Linked DNA regions of Mus musculus: all the other regions are linked to region 1. Evidence: chromatin contacts called from public Hi-C and HiCAR-type data. All regions are on one chromosome and are shown on one strand. Each heading gives the region's core, a stretch centred on a gene start, on an enhancer-like site or on the middle of the called end of the contact. The rest is flanking DNA. Distances are from core to core; before and after follow the strand shown. Region 1 has its middle 140 kb from the start of Gm40217. Region 2 has its middle 84 kb from the start of Gm29922. Region 3 has its middle 100 kb from the start of Gm30266. Region 4 has its middle 67 kb from the start of Gm29922.

Region 1 (3,238 bases), core at 611-3,110:
CAGATGGAGGTCCTTATGTTTGCACAAGAACTGCTATTGCCCACTTAGTTATTTCCCCGGGCCCTGTATTATCTCATTTAATTGTCTTGCAAATCTTATATGGTAGGTACTTGAAATATCTTGTTTTTACAGATGAGGAAATCAGATTTTTCCAATGTTGAAGCTGATATTCCAAGTAAGCCAGGCCATTCTTGATTCCAGAAGACTCCGGCACCTTTTAGTGCATTCCAAGATGGGGCCATGTGTTGTTGGACAAGACTACTCTTAGAGAGATGCAAAACATATTCATCCCAGATAAAAAAGCCAACTACAGATCAAAGTGTGAATACCACCAAAGTCCGACTTGGTGAACCAATGAGTTTCGTTGAAGTTATTTACAGTGACATAGGTGAGGGGTTACTTACGGGAGCAGAGATGACTCAAAGACAACTGTAACCTGAAAGCCTGCACTTTCTGCTTTTTCTGATTGCTTTGGTCACTTACTACTACTGTAGCTACATTTCTACCAATCCCATATATTTAAAACCCTCAACTAGTGCCCAAGACTTCATCCTCTTCAGATTTGCACCAGGAAGTAATTAAGGTTTCTATCTCTCCCATCGCAGACCATCTTTCCTCCCAGTGTTGCTGGAGGGGCACAGTCTTCCTGAGGTCAGTGCCTCTGACCCCTCACAAAAGCTGGGGATCTGGAGCTCACCACATAGCCTGTAGGCAGCTCAAAAGGCTAGAGAATATCCTTTCCAAGGGACTCAGTTGACCTTAACATCTCTTAGCTTTGCTGGTTTCCACTTTTTCCAAACAGCTTGTCTGGACTCAGAGTCTTCTTTGGAATTTGCCTTTTCTGGGAGTGACTTTCAGCAGGTCGGCTTGTTTATACTTGGGGACCTCATACCAGAGCCTTTAGACCAGATGGTCCTAGGCACCACTGCTACCTTGACCCCTTGTGAGTCTCTTTGAAATTCAGTTTCCTCATTTCTAGAATGAGAATAACCGTAGGGTGTGGGGTAGTTGTACTAGAGGTTGGGGAGATGGTACACCAGGAAAAGCACTAGCTACACGTGACTGAGGAACTAAGTTCTAATTCCCATAAATAAAGCTAGATACTGGGCATGCATACATCCCGTCACAGTGCTCCTGAGGGGAGTTGGGAGGTAGAAACAGGAGAATACACTAAAGTTTATGGACCAGGCAACCTGGTATATCCATCAGGAAACAAACAAACAACAAAACAAAACAAAAAACACCCAAGAGAGAGTCTGTATAAAAAAAAAGTGGAAGATGAGCCTGAGGTTGTCCTATGACGTCCTCATGTACATCATGGTACACATGTGTCCAGATTCATGAACACAAATGCACACATATACTAGGCCACACACATGGATGCACACATGTGCACATATATAAGCAGATAAAAACAAAAAATAAAGTAAGAGTTATGCTTAGCACAAAGGCTGGATAAATGCTTTGTAAAGAAATCAATGTACAGTTTGACTCTGTAGAAAGCTTTGTGGGAAGTGGCGGGATGTGGGAAGGCACTGGGAGTCTTCATGTGTCCCACATCACAGTCATCCCTGTCTCTCGCTTGCTGCTCACGTTCTTTCTGTAGTTTGTATTCACCACGATCCTCCTTCTTGCCATTCGCACTTGAGTTCTGGACCTTTGGCCTTGGTTTTTGACTCCCACTTGCGCTGAGCTCATTCTCTGAGGCTTTTCCTTCTGCTGAATTGGAAAAATCTCTTTTTCCTCTTGCACAACTTCTCTGATTCCGCAGCTGTGACAGCCCACCTGGCAGGGAGCTCCACTGTGGGACACTGACTGAGCTCAGCCAGGAACACCAAGACCTGACTGCCTTGGCCCAGTGAAGAACTCAGCCCTCTGATTATAGGCAATACAAAGAACGGCACTATCTCAAAGCCAACATTTTTCAGGCATTGGACAATTTGATGGTGGAGTTCATTTTCTCCTCCCATCTGGCCTGGCTCATTGTGATCTGTCAAGTAGCCTTGGGGCCAAAAGGACTGCCAGATTGGGTAATTTTCTCGGAGAAGAGCTATAAAGATGAGCGAGTCAAATGTGCTTTCAGCGTGAATCATAAATTGCAGGCACCAAGGCCAATACAAAGCACATGTCCAGCAGTGGGGGTGGGACACAGCAAGACAGAATTAATATTAGGTGTCCTGGGGCCATCACATCTCAGGAGACAATTCTATACCTGTGAAATCTTAGCATTTGTTGTAGGCATTTCAGCTTGTCTTCCAGAATGAATTCACATCACTGATATTTAACATAATAATTTGACATGGCTTTACTACTATGATGGTCCTGGCAGGTTGGCTGGAAACACAGACATATTAAGTGACAATCGCTGTATCTTATGCTAAGGGATCTGGTGAGGGAAGTACATGTTGCATGACAGGTCCTGATCCAGGTGGGGTGGGATTTGAGAAGGTGGAGGTGAGTCACATCGGAAGGAAGCAGTGTCACATGTACTAAAGAACAAGAAGAAACTAGCTAGTAAAATAAAGGAGAAAAATGAGGAAGTCCAGGGGAGGAAATAGTACCTGCAGAAACCTGGGACATGTAAGGAAATGCCATTTCCTAGTGAGACTGAGATACAGGTTAAGACACTGAAGACAAGGGTGAGATGAGCAATTGTAAGCTTTACTTTCCATATCCGTTCTACTCTAGTCCACAGGATGAGCAGGATGGAACATTCTCACACATACTATTGTCTCGCCAGCAAGAACACACGCGTGAGAAACTGGATCCTTCTGCAGCAACTTTATTACACCAGTTTCAACATGAAGAGGAATACCCCAAGCACCAAAAAGGCGCTGCTTATATACACCTTAGTGTGGCGTGTGATTGGCTGCTCTCCCAGAGCCTCATCACCACGCCCCGGGATGGGCAGTGACTTGGCACGAATTTACTCTTGCACCTGCGCACATTACTTGTTTACCAGTTAGGCACAGCGGAGGCTCATGATGGCAATTGCTCACGGCTCTCCACAGAACATGTCAACTGGGAAGTGATTCCTTACACTTCTAAAGGTGAAAATCCCTCAAGTTCTGATGACACTTAGAAACTCAACCATTGGAGATCATATCGCCCTGCTTTGTGGCTCATTCTCTGTGTGGCTCAACAGGTGGACCATCTACCCACAGCCTTCCATCTATCCACTCACACGCAGAACAGCTCTTGGGGACCATTGCAACATGACTTTGAGTCTTAACCTCAA
Region 2 (3,344 bases), core at 6-2,505, 470 kb after region 1:
CAATGGAGAGTTCTCTCATTGATCAAATGTTCTTCAAGGTCTCCATCTGTAAATAGAAGCAATAGTATGATATGCTATACATGCATACTAGATAGTATATTGATACTTAGCTTTAAGTATCAATTTCAGACAATCTATAGTCATCTAAGAAGGAAAATGCCTAGATCAGATTGGCCTGTGGAGAGTTGATTATAACTGGTGAATGGAGCCCACTGTGGGGGGCACCATTCCCCAGGCAGGTGGCCTTGAGCTGTATAAGAAAGAAGCTAGCTAAGCATGATCCTATGAGGAAGCTATGAAACAGTGTTTGTCCATGGTTTCTGCTTTAAGTTCTTACTTTAGTTTCGGTCCTGACTTTCTTCAATGGTGAACTGTAACCTGTAAGATAAAACAAACCCTGCTCTCCTTAAGTTGCTTTTAGCTGGAGTATTTTTATTAAAGTGGAATCAATTTAATTAGGAGACATTCCTTATAGGGTCAATTTGATAATTAAAGTGAACCATTTACTAAAAACCATTCAATAATATTAAATTTGAAGTCATTTTCTTAGGAGAAAAAAATACACTAGGAAAGGTAGCAAGGGGTGATGGTACACTGAATTTACATGCTTTAATTGGTACTTCAGCTAAACAAAAAACTGTTTGACATGGTTTCAAAGGCCCACACAGAAATAAAATTAAGGATGTCCTGTACAATTAATTAGTTAATTAATTAATTGATCAATTAATTGTAGGTGTGGGAACTTTTTTGTCCCTTACAAAAGATCTTCCACAAACACCACTGGATGCTAAAGAGCTACATGCAAATAATCCTAGCCCTGCACTTCTCTTCCTGGCACATGCAATCCCCTGCATCTCTAACAGATCCTAGGAAAGAATAGATTGCTCGCTAGAGGAGCAGGCCACTGGGGTATGATCTGAGTGGTGCTAAGGCAGGCCCACCCAAGTGGTGGAGAAGCTTCAGTGGGACCAAAAATCTTGACAGCACAGGAACCATGGGAGCTGCTGACAGAGAAGGCAGACCTCCTTTGTAAAAAGTGCTCCTAGGAAGCCTGCACAGGCTTACAGAGCAGAAAGCATCTCATTGTTAATTAACACATGTTCCACCCTGGGACTGAGGATGGACCTGCTAAGAGACACTGAGGCAGGAAGGAGAGGGACTGGGGACTCTAGACGGGCCTCAGCACAGGGCTTTACTCTGTGGACCTCAGAGTATAGCTGAGTTTGGGGATGCTCAAGGCTATTTGTGATCTGACTCTTTTCAGATCACCATTTCCAAGTTATGACTAAAGCATTCCTCACTCATTAGCCCATCTATGCCGCTAACAATCCACCCAACTTTCTCGAGCTTTGGATTTCTTCACAAGCCTAGGAGGCCCCTTCTCTCTTCTCCTCCTCATAGGACTCTCCTACTTTCTCAGCAAGACCCTTCTGTCATCCAGGTTCCTCCAAAGACTCATGAGAAGAGCAGTCGGATGCTCCCTCTTCCACACGTCAGCCACCTTGAACTTCCTTCTCAAGCACACAAACAAAAACACCTGGTTGCAACACAGCGCGCCATTGCCAGTGCGGGACTATGAGCTCCTGAGAAGCAGGGTTGCAACACAGCGCGCCATTGCCAGTGCGGGACTATGAGCTCCTGAGAAGCAGGGTTGCAACACAGCGTGCCATTGCCAGTGCGGGACTATGAGCCCCTGAGAAGCAGGCTGGGCCTCAGTGCAGGCTGTGCTGAAGTACAGGAGGCAAGTGCTCAGAGCTCTGAGGCTGCCCCTGCTGCTGTTAGATGGTTCATGTTGGAAGTTTATTCCTGTTTTTACCCAAAATTAGGAGCTTCTAACAGAACCCTGTAGAACAATGTTCATCTCCAGAGAAGCATGCCAACCCTTCAGATCTGCCCAGCCAGGGGCCACGCCCCCATCAGGCTGCTCCCCGCTATGCTCCTTCTCTTCATCCCAGTTAGATTTTGTGAAGCATCGCTCTCATTTCGTGGATTTTGTTGTCGCTGCTAATTTATTTTGTTTTCTGAGAATTTTATACATGAATACTGTACATCAGTTCTATCCCTCCTCCTCCCCGGCCAACTGTGCCTATGCCCCCCCCACCTCATTCTCAAATTATTGGTGTCTTCTTAAACACACACACACACACACACACACACACACACACATTATAAAAGAATTAAAGAAAATGTAAGATGGAATATGACTAGTGCAAGTACTGGTAGATAGTATGCCCTCAAACAAACATTTTCTCACACAGCTAAATCAGTGAATGAATAAATGGGAGATTTGTGTCTCAACACTGCAGTGATCTCTTATCTTAGGTAGGGGTCCATAGGTAGTAAGTCTATGTTAGTATAAGATTAGAACTTCATATATAGTGCTGAACATATAAGACATGTATTACTCTGTCCTCATAGCTCCTGAGAAACTCATTGAACTGAAAATGAAAAAAAAATGTAATAAATAAGAGTGAACTTGCAGGTCCTTAACCAAGTTCATCAGAGTCGAGAAACTGATGGGAACCCGCAGGAATAAGGAAGTGGGTGCTTTGAGTAGGGAAAGCTGAGCCATAACTTGGAAATGATGGTCTGAAAAGGGTCAGATCACAAACAGCATTGAGCGTCCCCAAACTCAGCGATGCCCGGAGGTCCCCAGGGCAGGAGTTGAGGGGAGGACAGGGAATGAGAAATAGAGAGGACAAAGCAAAAGATGGGACACGGGGGTCGCGCAGAAGCTGATGGCTCACGCTAAGCAAGTTTGTTAAGGACAACAGCATCTCATAAACTATTTGCAGGGAGGGAATGGGCAATGATCAGCAGAAAAATGAATCAGCAATTCAAAAAAAGAAAAAAACCCACAAGATACCTCAGACACAACTGCCTTAGGACAGATAGCCACAGCCCCCCATCGGAAAAAGCTAGGTTCACAGGAGTGGAGAATTTATCTTCTTCAATGCCCTGACCCAAGCCCCAGTCCCAACCTTGCCAAGTCTGTTCTGTGCGAGCACACAGAACTGGCATTACATTGTCCTTCTATCAGGGCCTCTGGGAAAGCCTTGGATTGATTGGCTCCCAGCAAGGAGTGTGTGCATGTGTGTTGTGTGTGTGCATGTTTGTTCAGTACACACAGAACCCAGAGCAGGGAGTCTGGTGACCTCCTGTACCACTCTATGTCTTGTTTCTTTGAGACAGGGACTCTTGCTGAGCCTGGAGCTCACAGATTTTTGTGGGAGGTTTTCCTCTGCTGTGCTGGCAGGCAGCACACCACAGAGTTCTTACTAGTGGGACCTCCTCAGTGTTGGGGTTACAGCATTTGTGGGAATGTGCATGGCTTTTACTTAGAC
Region 3 (3,259 bases), core at 732-3,231, 490 kb after region 1:
TGTGTTCACAGGAGGAAGCAACTCTATGGGTGTGTGTATGTGTGTGTGTGTTGTTTGGTTTGCTCCAAGTCCCTATGGCAACCTGCTCAAATCCTCAAGCATGTGCCTATTTTCTTATAAGGAAACAAAACAATTCCATTTGCAATTCACTCATGGGAAGAGACTTTCAAAAATATTATTCATTATGATGTACATATGTGTATCACAGAGAATGGGGGCACATGGGTCAGGATACATGTGTGGAATTCGGAGAACAACTTTGTGCAATTGGTTCTCTCCGTCCACCTTTATGTGGGATATGTGGATTGAACTCTGGCTGCCTGGCTCTGGTGGTAAGTGCATGACCCATCAAACCATCTGGATAGTCTACAAGGTACTTTCTAACTGGCTTATTGAGTAAGTGATCAGAAAAATAAATTATTGTATAATGTAAACAATTTATTCATTTGACATATTCTAACTCAGCCATATCTTCGTCTGCCCTATGACTTGGCGCGTGTGATAATTCCCCAGCTGATAATTCTCTCCCCATGTCATTTCCCAGCTACCCTCTACACATCCTTCAGACCTCAGTATAGCAATATTTTGACTAGGACATCTTCTCTTATCCTCTTCCAGCAGGCTTGCCTTGGTACTTGCTTGGTGGCCCTATCACTTACTATATAAGGCTTTATATCAACTTTAACAGTCTTGTCCACTACCACGTGAGCCCTGGAAAAAGAAGAGCAACCCTGAACCATATGCCAGATCTCTTAGCATAACTTAGGGGCCTTAGTAGGGCTCGAGAAATGGCTCGGTGGCAGAGTATTTGCCTGACATATACAAGGCCCTGGGTTCAAGTTCTAGTACTGAAAAAGAACAACAGAAAAAGATGACAGGCTTCATCAATTCATTCAACAGTTGTTTATAAGGCCACTTCTGTGTGTCTGGTGATGTTCTACTGCAAAGAAAATTCCATGGCTGTGTCCACCCAGAAATGTTCGTCTACAAGTGAGATAACAACAGCACAACAAGGTGCTTGTGTGGATCCCCTGTATCATGGTAATAAAGACAAATTGAAACAGTGAAGGACCATGGCATGATGATCTCTGCCAGGGAGAAACTGTTGAGCAGAAATCTGAAGAGGACAAAACTTTCCTTAAGTGACCCTTCACTCAGTAAGCAAGCACTCTTGGAGGACTTCATACTCCACCATTTTCTTCCCAGTTTAGCAATCTGATGCCTTCCCTGCCCTTCACACATTGGCAAGTATGAGTCCTTCTGCATCTCTAGAGTCCCTGGGCCCTGCTGCAATTGGAACCACTGGGGTTGATCAGCCTCACCCTGGGGTAGACCTCCTACTCTATTGACTCTGACAACCCAAGCCGATCTCTCCCGAGCAAGGGGCACAGGGAGGAATTTTGTTTTGGAATCTGAGTTGGTGTTTAGATTTCAAACTAGGGACCTGCCAGTCTGCAGCCATCTGAGAAGTTGGCTTCCCTTCACTCATAAAGTGTCCTTTATGCCTCAGAGGCAGCATAAAATATCATTCCATCTTTGCCCTGAAATACTCCTGGCTAGAGCATAAAATGGGCCTTTATGGTTGCACATCAAAGCTCATAACTGTATCCTTTCCTGGACCTTTGATATTTTCATATTTGGCCAGCAGAATTATTATCTCTTCAATCCACAGAGCCCTTATTTATTTTGCTGGTAATATCTTTGTTATTGCTTCAATGATGAGAGGGCTGCGCCTGGAGGCGCCCAGCCTTCTAGAAGCTTCAGATTTGGACAGCCTCTAACTTTTATCTCCCAAAGTTAAGGAACTCACTGTTTGCACTTCTTCAGCCCAGGTCTCTTAAGGGAGATGGCAGACAGCATTCCCCCTAGCTAGTACTTCTAATTTATGCATCTCAGGAGCCAGCCAAGTTCCTGCTCTAGGCTTCCATGGGCTATTTGGATCATGGAGATTGGGTGTGACTTGAAAATGGGAGTCAAAACTTCATTATCATCCGGGCTGTGCTGCTCACACTCAAGCCAGAACTGTGGAGTCTGTGCTCCTTTTAAGGTTAGAGTCTTGGAAACTGTCGGAACTTCCTCTTACATTCGCTACTTACTCAGGAATTATTTATTGAGGTTCCATGTTGTGTCAGGCACCAGGAAGGACTCAAGGGACACCAGTCCTGAGACAGTTGGTCTTTTCAAGCTCTTTAGTCTGATTCTTCTTTCTTAGTCTCATTACCCAAATTTATCCTGAGTCCTGTGGATTCTGTGCCAACAGGAATTCTCAGATCTGCCTCAGATCAGGAGCTTGGCATCTCTCAGACAGACTGATCTCTCACAACTATCTCTTTATAGGATTCTCTCCTGCCAATATTCCTGCTCTAACCCTTGTGGAGGTAGCCACCCCATCGGTCTGCAACTCACATCCAACTTGTCTGAGTTCTGCACCCAACCTCTTAAACCCAAAAGCCTTCCTACTCCAGGAGACAGCTACAGAGAAGGGAAGCAGCATGACAGAGAAGAGACAAGGCTGGAAGACAGCAGAAGGCAGAGTTGTAGACTGCGTGCCACACCTACATTAAGGCACCACGTGAGACAGGCCAAGTGCATCTCCAAGCCACCAGCCTCTGAGTTCTGGCTCAGGGTGAATGGCCACTCCTAAACTTCTTGCTCTTGCAGTGATCTCTGGACTGGCCCACACCTCATTTGTTAATTCCTCACTCTGACCATCCTCCACCCCAGCTTCTACTGTGCGTATTAAATTGCTTACTTTAATTTTCACACAACCGTACATGCTCATGCCTTCATGTATATGCTCCTGGTACTATATTTCTCTAAAATTACCCTAATTTCTCACCTAGAAAGTTCTGTTTCATCTTTTAAAACTTATTCTTCGATATTTCCCCTTCTAGAGGCTCTCCTATGACTACCTGGAAAGAATCTATCACTCGCTCCCTGTCTAACCTCTTACCATTTGCACATATTGATTAGTGAGCAGAGAAGATGTATGTAAGTAAATTTCCTGGCCAGTGCTTGTTGGAAGTCTTTTGTATCTCACATTGAACAAGTGCGTCCATGAAACTGTGAAAACCTGACAGGTCAAGTTAGTGCTAGGTAACCTCACACACATCGTAACAAAGTCTTCCAAGAAAAAAAAATGGCCTGAGAGTTATACAACATTATCACACTCAGTATTGAGGTAGGGAAACTGAGGCTCAGAGTGAAGAAGCTATAGCCTAAGCTGTACTTAAGTGAGTTTAAGAACATGCTTTGGCCT
Region 4 (3,684 bases), core at 320-2,819, 320 kb after region 1:
TCACACCATATTTGAAAATCATATCAAACATTTAGAAATATGTACAACTGAATATGCTCTGAGATAGATGTCTAGTCAACTCACTTGCTGAGAACATATTGCCAAACAGACAACCATGCAAGGGATTCTGGGTATGTTGCCCCTGCAAAACATAGAGCAGTGGCATTATTACTGTAGAGCATGTAAGGCCAGTGCCCAGGCAACGGTCAATGCTTGTTCTCAAATATCAAGATGAGAGCTGACAGACACACACAACTTGGAATCAAGCTAATAGCAAACAAACTCATTTTAGAATTCCTAAGCCTCAGTGAGAATCCAATTAATTTACTCTAATGGGCTCTTAGAGGCCTCAGTTACTTCCCTATTCCTAAAGGCAAAGAATAAAATAAATAGGACGATGCATGTCACTTTTAACATCATCCAATAAAATACCAGGAGAAATATATGTGTAGCTCAGTGAAGTGGTAAATACGGGAGAAGATTTATTTGATGGGCTCGAAGTGCCGTGTATGGATAGAAAAAAAAAATTATAGTTTATTGTGAATGTGGAACTCGGGAGCATAAAACTAGGAAATTTGTTGAGAGAATCATGAACACTAATGACTGAGTGAATGTGGATAGTATCAATGTGTATGTGTTTGTGTGTATGTGTGTGTGTGTCAGAGAGAGAAAGAGAGAGAGAATTTAGCTTCTAGTCTCAAGTCTTCCCCTGTGTTAGCATCCATGATTCACTTAAAACTTCACACTCTTGATTTCTTACTTGTTTGACAAATCACAGGTTCTTCTAACAAATTTGTTAGTAAGTGGGGTCCTCCTGACTGCATATGGAAACAGATTCTAAGATCTGCTAGTCCTTAATGTGTGCTATCACCCAGGGCATTAGTAGGTAGAAGTGCAGTAACCTAAGAGAAAGGGAGAACCGAGGGTGAGTGTCAAGTCTCCAGTGGTTCTGATTTGGGTGAACTGCCAAATCAAAACAGCAGGACAGCAACAGGATAGGTGAGAAGGACGAAGCAACTTTGCAAGGCAGGGGAACCAACCTTCTACCAAGCAAGGTGGAAGTGTGTATAGGATGCTCAAATGCATTTGCACAACTGGGTGGTTCTCTTATTAACAGTTCGGTAGACGCTGGTTTTCACAAAGTATTGTGCAGCATATTTTATCTGCCTCTCCATGCCTAACTGGCTACCAGACTTGTGCCCGGGAAGACAGACTGATAGGCATGGCATTAACACATGTCCCTTGGCTTGTTTTCAGATAGAATTAAAATCAAGAGAAAGTGTTACAAGATATAGAGTGAGAGAAGGAAGGAAACAAGCAAATGAGAAAACAAAGGAACAGACAAAGGTTAGGTGTAAACTTTCCAGTTTCATCCTAACCAGGATGTTATACATTGGCTGCAATCCTTTGAGCAGCAGTCAGGGTTCTGTCTCTGCCTTTGTCTCTGTCTCACACATTCCGGAGACTATGTCCTCATCCTCCATTTTCTGACCCAGGGGTAGTGCTTTGATTTGTATGTGTCCTCCAGTGTTTGTGATCAGGAGCTGTTTTTAAGAGGTTGTTGGGTCATGAAGACCCTGCCCTGCCTTTCATCAGCACTGAATCATCCTTCTTTCCCCCCCGCCTGATGCTCTCTTCCACCTTCTGTCAAGGCTGATGCAACAGAAGGCTCTCGTCACATTGCCAGATGTCACCATGACCTTGGACCTCTAAGTCTCCAGAACCAGGAGTAATAAACCTCCTTTCAGTCCTGTGTATTCCACTGTAGCAGAAGAAAACAGACTTCTGACCGGCAGACATGAACCCCATTGTTTCCATCTTTGGGGTTCTTATTCTAGAGTTTCCTGTGTTTATTAAATCATTCTTACTCATATGCATGTTCCATGCTTTTCCTGCTGGGACACAAAATAGTACAACTGACATTTGTTAAATAATTATTTTATATACCACTCATGATGATTCACACCTTTTATCATAGCACTCAGGAGGCACAGCAGATGAATCTCTGTGAGTTTGAGGCCAACCTGGTCTCCACAGCAAGTTCCTGGTCAGATGGGGATATATAGTGAGACACGCTCTCAAAAAAGAAAAGGTGACCAAAGAGAGAGAGAGAGAGAGAGAGAGAGAGAGAGAGAGAGAGAGAGAGAGAGAGAGGGAGAGAAGGAAAAGAACGGTTACAGATGAGTAACTAGTAAATGGATCTGCTCTTGAGAAAATGAATCTAGTTTGTCTATGTGAGCATCTGAGCATCAGGAAGAGTCATGAGATGCATGAGAAGGTCTCATGGGGCAGTCAGAGGAGAACCCATATCAGATGGGAATGAGAACGCATTTGAGAAGTACATGCACTGGGCAGAGGAAACTCCATGGTGGTATGGATGACGTGGGCAGAGCATGGCGTTCAGTTATTTAGGAATTTTCCCCTCAGTAAAAGTTTTACTACTCCTTAGAATAGATCGAGGATAAGATAAGGAGAGAGCTGAGGGTAAGAATTAAGAGAGTTAAAAATAACCTGCCCACACTTTTTAATTAGCTTCAAAGGAGACATCATTGCCAAACACAATTATGCAGACATTGGAATGTCTGTATCCCTCCCCCTGCTACATTCTCCATGCAATTTACTTGGCTTAGATTTGTTTATTAGCAACTTAAACAATTTCAAGCCAAATAGCTGGCTTCCCCTACAGCAGGCCTGAAGATAACTGCTGGGTGCTGGATGTATATCCAGTAAGATAATCTTGACAAGAAATATTTATCAAAGGTGGGAGGGGAGGGGCGCTTCCTGTTCTGCTCAGACCTGTAGGCCACACCTCTCCAAATGTAATGAGATGTCTGGAATAGTTGAAGTTGGCCTTGCACAGACACTTCTAGCCATTCTTCAAGTGAGCAAGAGAGAAAATCCACCATAGTGGAGTGCAGGGTGGGGACCTTACCAGGAACTGAGACCAATGGCCATGGCTCTATTCCACACACCATCCCTTTGTTTCATTTATAGTATAGCAACTAAGTAGGGGTGGTACTATTATTAATTTTGAAGAAAAAGGAGGAGAAGAAGAAGAGGAAGAGGCAGAAGAGGAGGAAAAGGAAGAGGAGGTGAAGGGCAAGGAGGAAGCAGAAGCGGGAGCCCCATACCACATGAGAAAACTCTGGAGAGAGCGCCTAACAGATATTGTTATATCTTCAATGTGGAAATAGTTTCATGGACATATAAAACCTCAAAATGTATCAATTCGTATGCTGTAAACACGGGAAATTTACTCCATACCAATTATACCTTACTAATCTTATTTAGAACAAGATAAACCTTATACACCTTATGATTGTCTAAAGCCCAGTTTCTCCAGCCCCGAGTCCTCTGGCTTTGCCAGGCATTACTTCTCCTTCTTCAGTACACTGGCTTCACTGCTATTCTTGAGCAGACACAGCCACCTTCACCGCTGCCTTGTACTTTCTGTTTGTCTTCTCCCAAGTGTTTCTTCTACTCCAAACTCTGTCTCCCACGCCGTAGCCAGATCTTACGGAGGCATCTTCTCAGCTGAGGCACTCTCCTCTCAAATGACTGCAGTTTATATCAAGTTGACATAAATCTATCCAGCACAAATAGCTACAGATTTTATGTACAATGGTATATATTCTTGTATTTAATTTTAGAGGATTAGTTTGGCTTTCATGAGAATTATATTAA

Evidence for each region. Hi-C and Micro-C count contacts between places; a contact is called where the count stands out from the background. HiCAR-type assays count read pairs that join an accessible place to other places.
Region 2: a HiCAR-type map of fibro-adipogenic progenitors shows a contact between it and region 1, with 6 times the contacts expected there. The contact joins two enhancer-like sites. A contact is called at or near these places in 1 of 15 datasets of contacts at CTCF or cohesin (the NIH/3T3 cell line), 4 of 484 Hi-C or Micro-C datasets (adipose-derived mesenchymal stem cells, embryonic fibroblasts and uterus), 2 of 115 datasets of contacts at active chromatin or transcription factors (embryonic stem cells and fibro-adipogenic progenitors) and 1 of 9 other capture datasets (embryonic stem cells).
Region 3: a contact with region 1 is called in a Hi-C map of uterus. The contact joins two enhancer-like sites. A contact is called at or near these places in 1 of 15 datasets of contacts at CTCF or cohesin (the NIH/3T3 cell line), 4 of 484 Hi-C or Micro-C datasets (adipose-derived mesenchymal stem cells and uterus), 3 of 115 datasets of contacts at active chromatin or transcription factors (embryonic stem cells and fibro-adipogenic progenitors) and 1 of 9 other capture datasets (embryonic stem cells).
Region 4: a contact with region 1 is called in a Hi-C map of uterus, with 4 times the contacts expected there. The contact joins two enhancer-like sites. A contact is called at or near these places in 1 of 15 datasets of contacts at CTCF or cohesin (the NIH/3T3 cell line), 3 of 484 Hi-C or Micro-C datasets (all in uterus) and 1 of 115 datasets of contacts at active chromatin or transcription factors (fibro-adipogenic progenitors).

What each region holds. Positions count from the first base shown.
Region 1 is chr4:105,455,486-105,458,723 of GRCm38.p6, forward strand. No RefSeq gene overlaps it. Among named protein-coding and RNA genes, the nearest start is that of Gm40217, 140 kb to the left of the region's middle. Within about 2 kb of position 1,861, at least 27 of the 459 cell types and tissues checked have an H3K27ac peak or open chromatin away from gene starts, as enhancers often do. A contact at or near this core is called in fibro-adipogenic progenitors and uterus, where this site is marked.
Region 2 is chr4:105,928,241-105,931,584 of GRCm38.p6, forward strand. No RefSeq gene overlaps it. Among named protein-coding and RNA genes, the nearest start is that of Gm29922, 84 kb to the left of the region's middle. Within about 2 kb of position 1,256, at least 12 of the 459 cell types and tissues checked have an H3K27ac peak or open chromatin away from gene starts, as enhancers often do. A contact at or near this core is called in fibro-adipogenic progenitors, where this site is marked.
Region 3 is chr4:105,946,615-105,949,873 of GRCm38.p6, forward strand. No RefSeq gene overlaps it. Among named protein-coding and RNA genes, the nearest start is that of Gm30266, 100 kb to the right of the region's middle. Within about 2 kb of position 1,982, at least 6 of the 459 cell types and tissues checked have an H3K27ac peak or open chromatin away from gene starts, as enhancers often do. A contact at or near this core is called in uterus, where this site is marked.
Region 4 is chr4:105,776,427-105,780,110 of GRCm38.p6, forward strand. No RefSeq gene overlaps it. Among named protein-coding and RNA genes, the nearest start is that of Gm29922, 67 kb to the right of the region's middle. Within about 2 kb of position 1,570, at least 6 of the 459 cell types and tissues checked have an H3K27ac peak or open chromatin away from gene starts, as enhancers often do. A contact at or near this core is called in uterus, where this site is marked.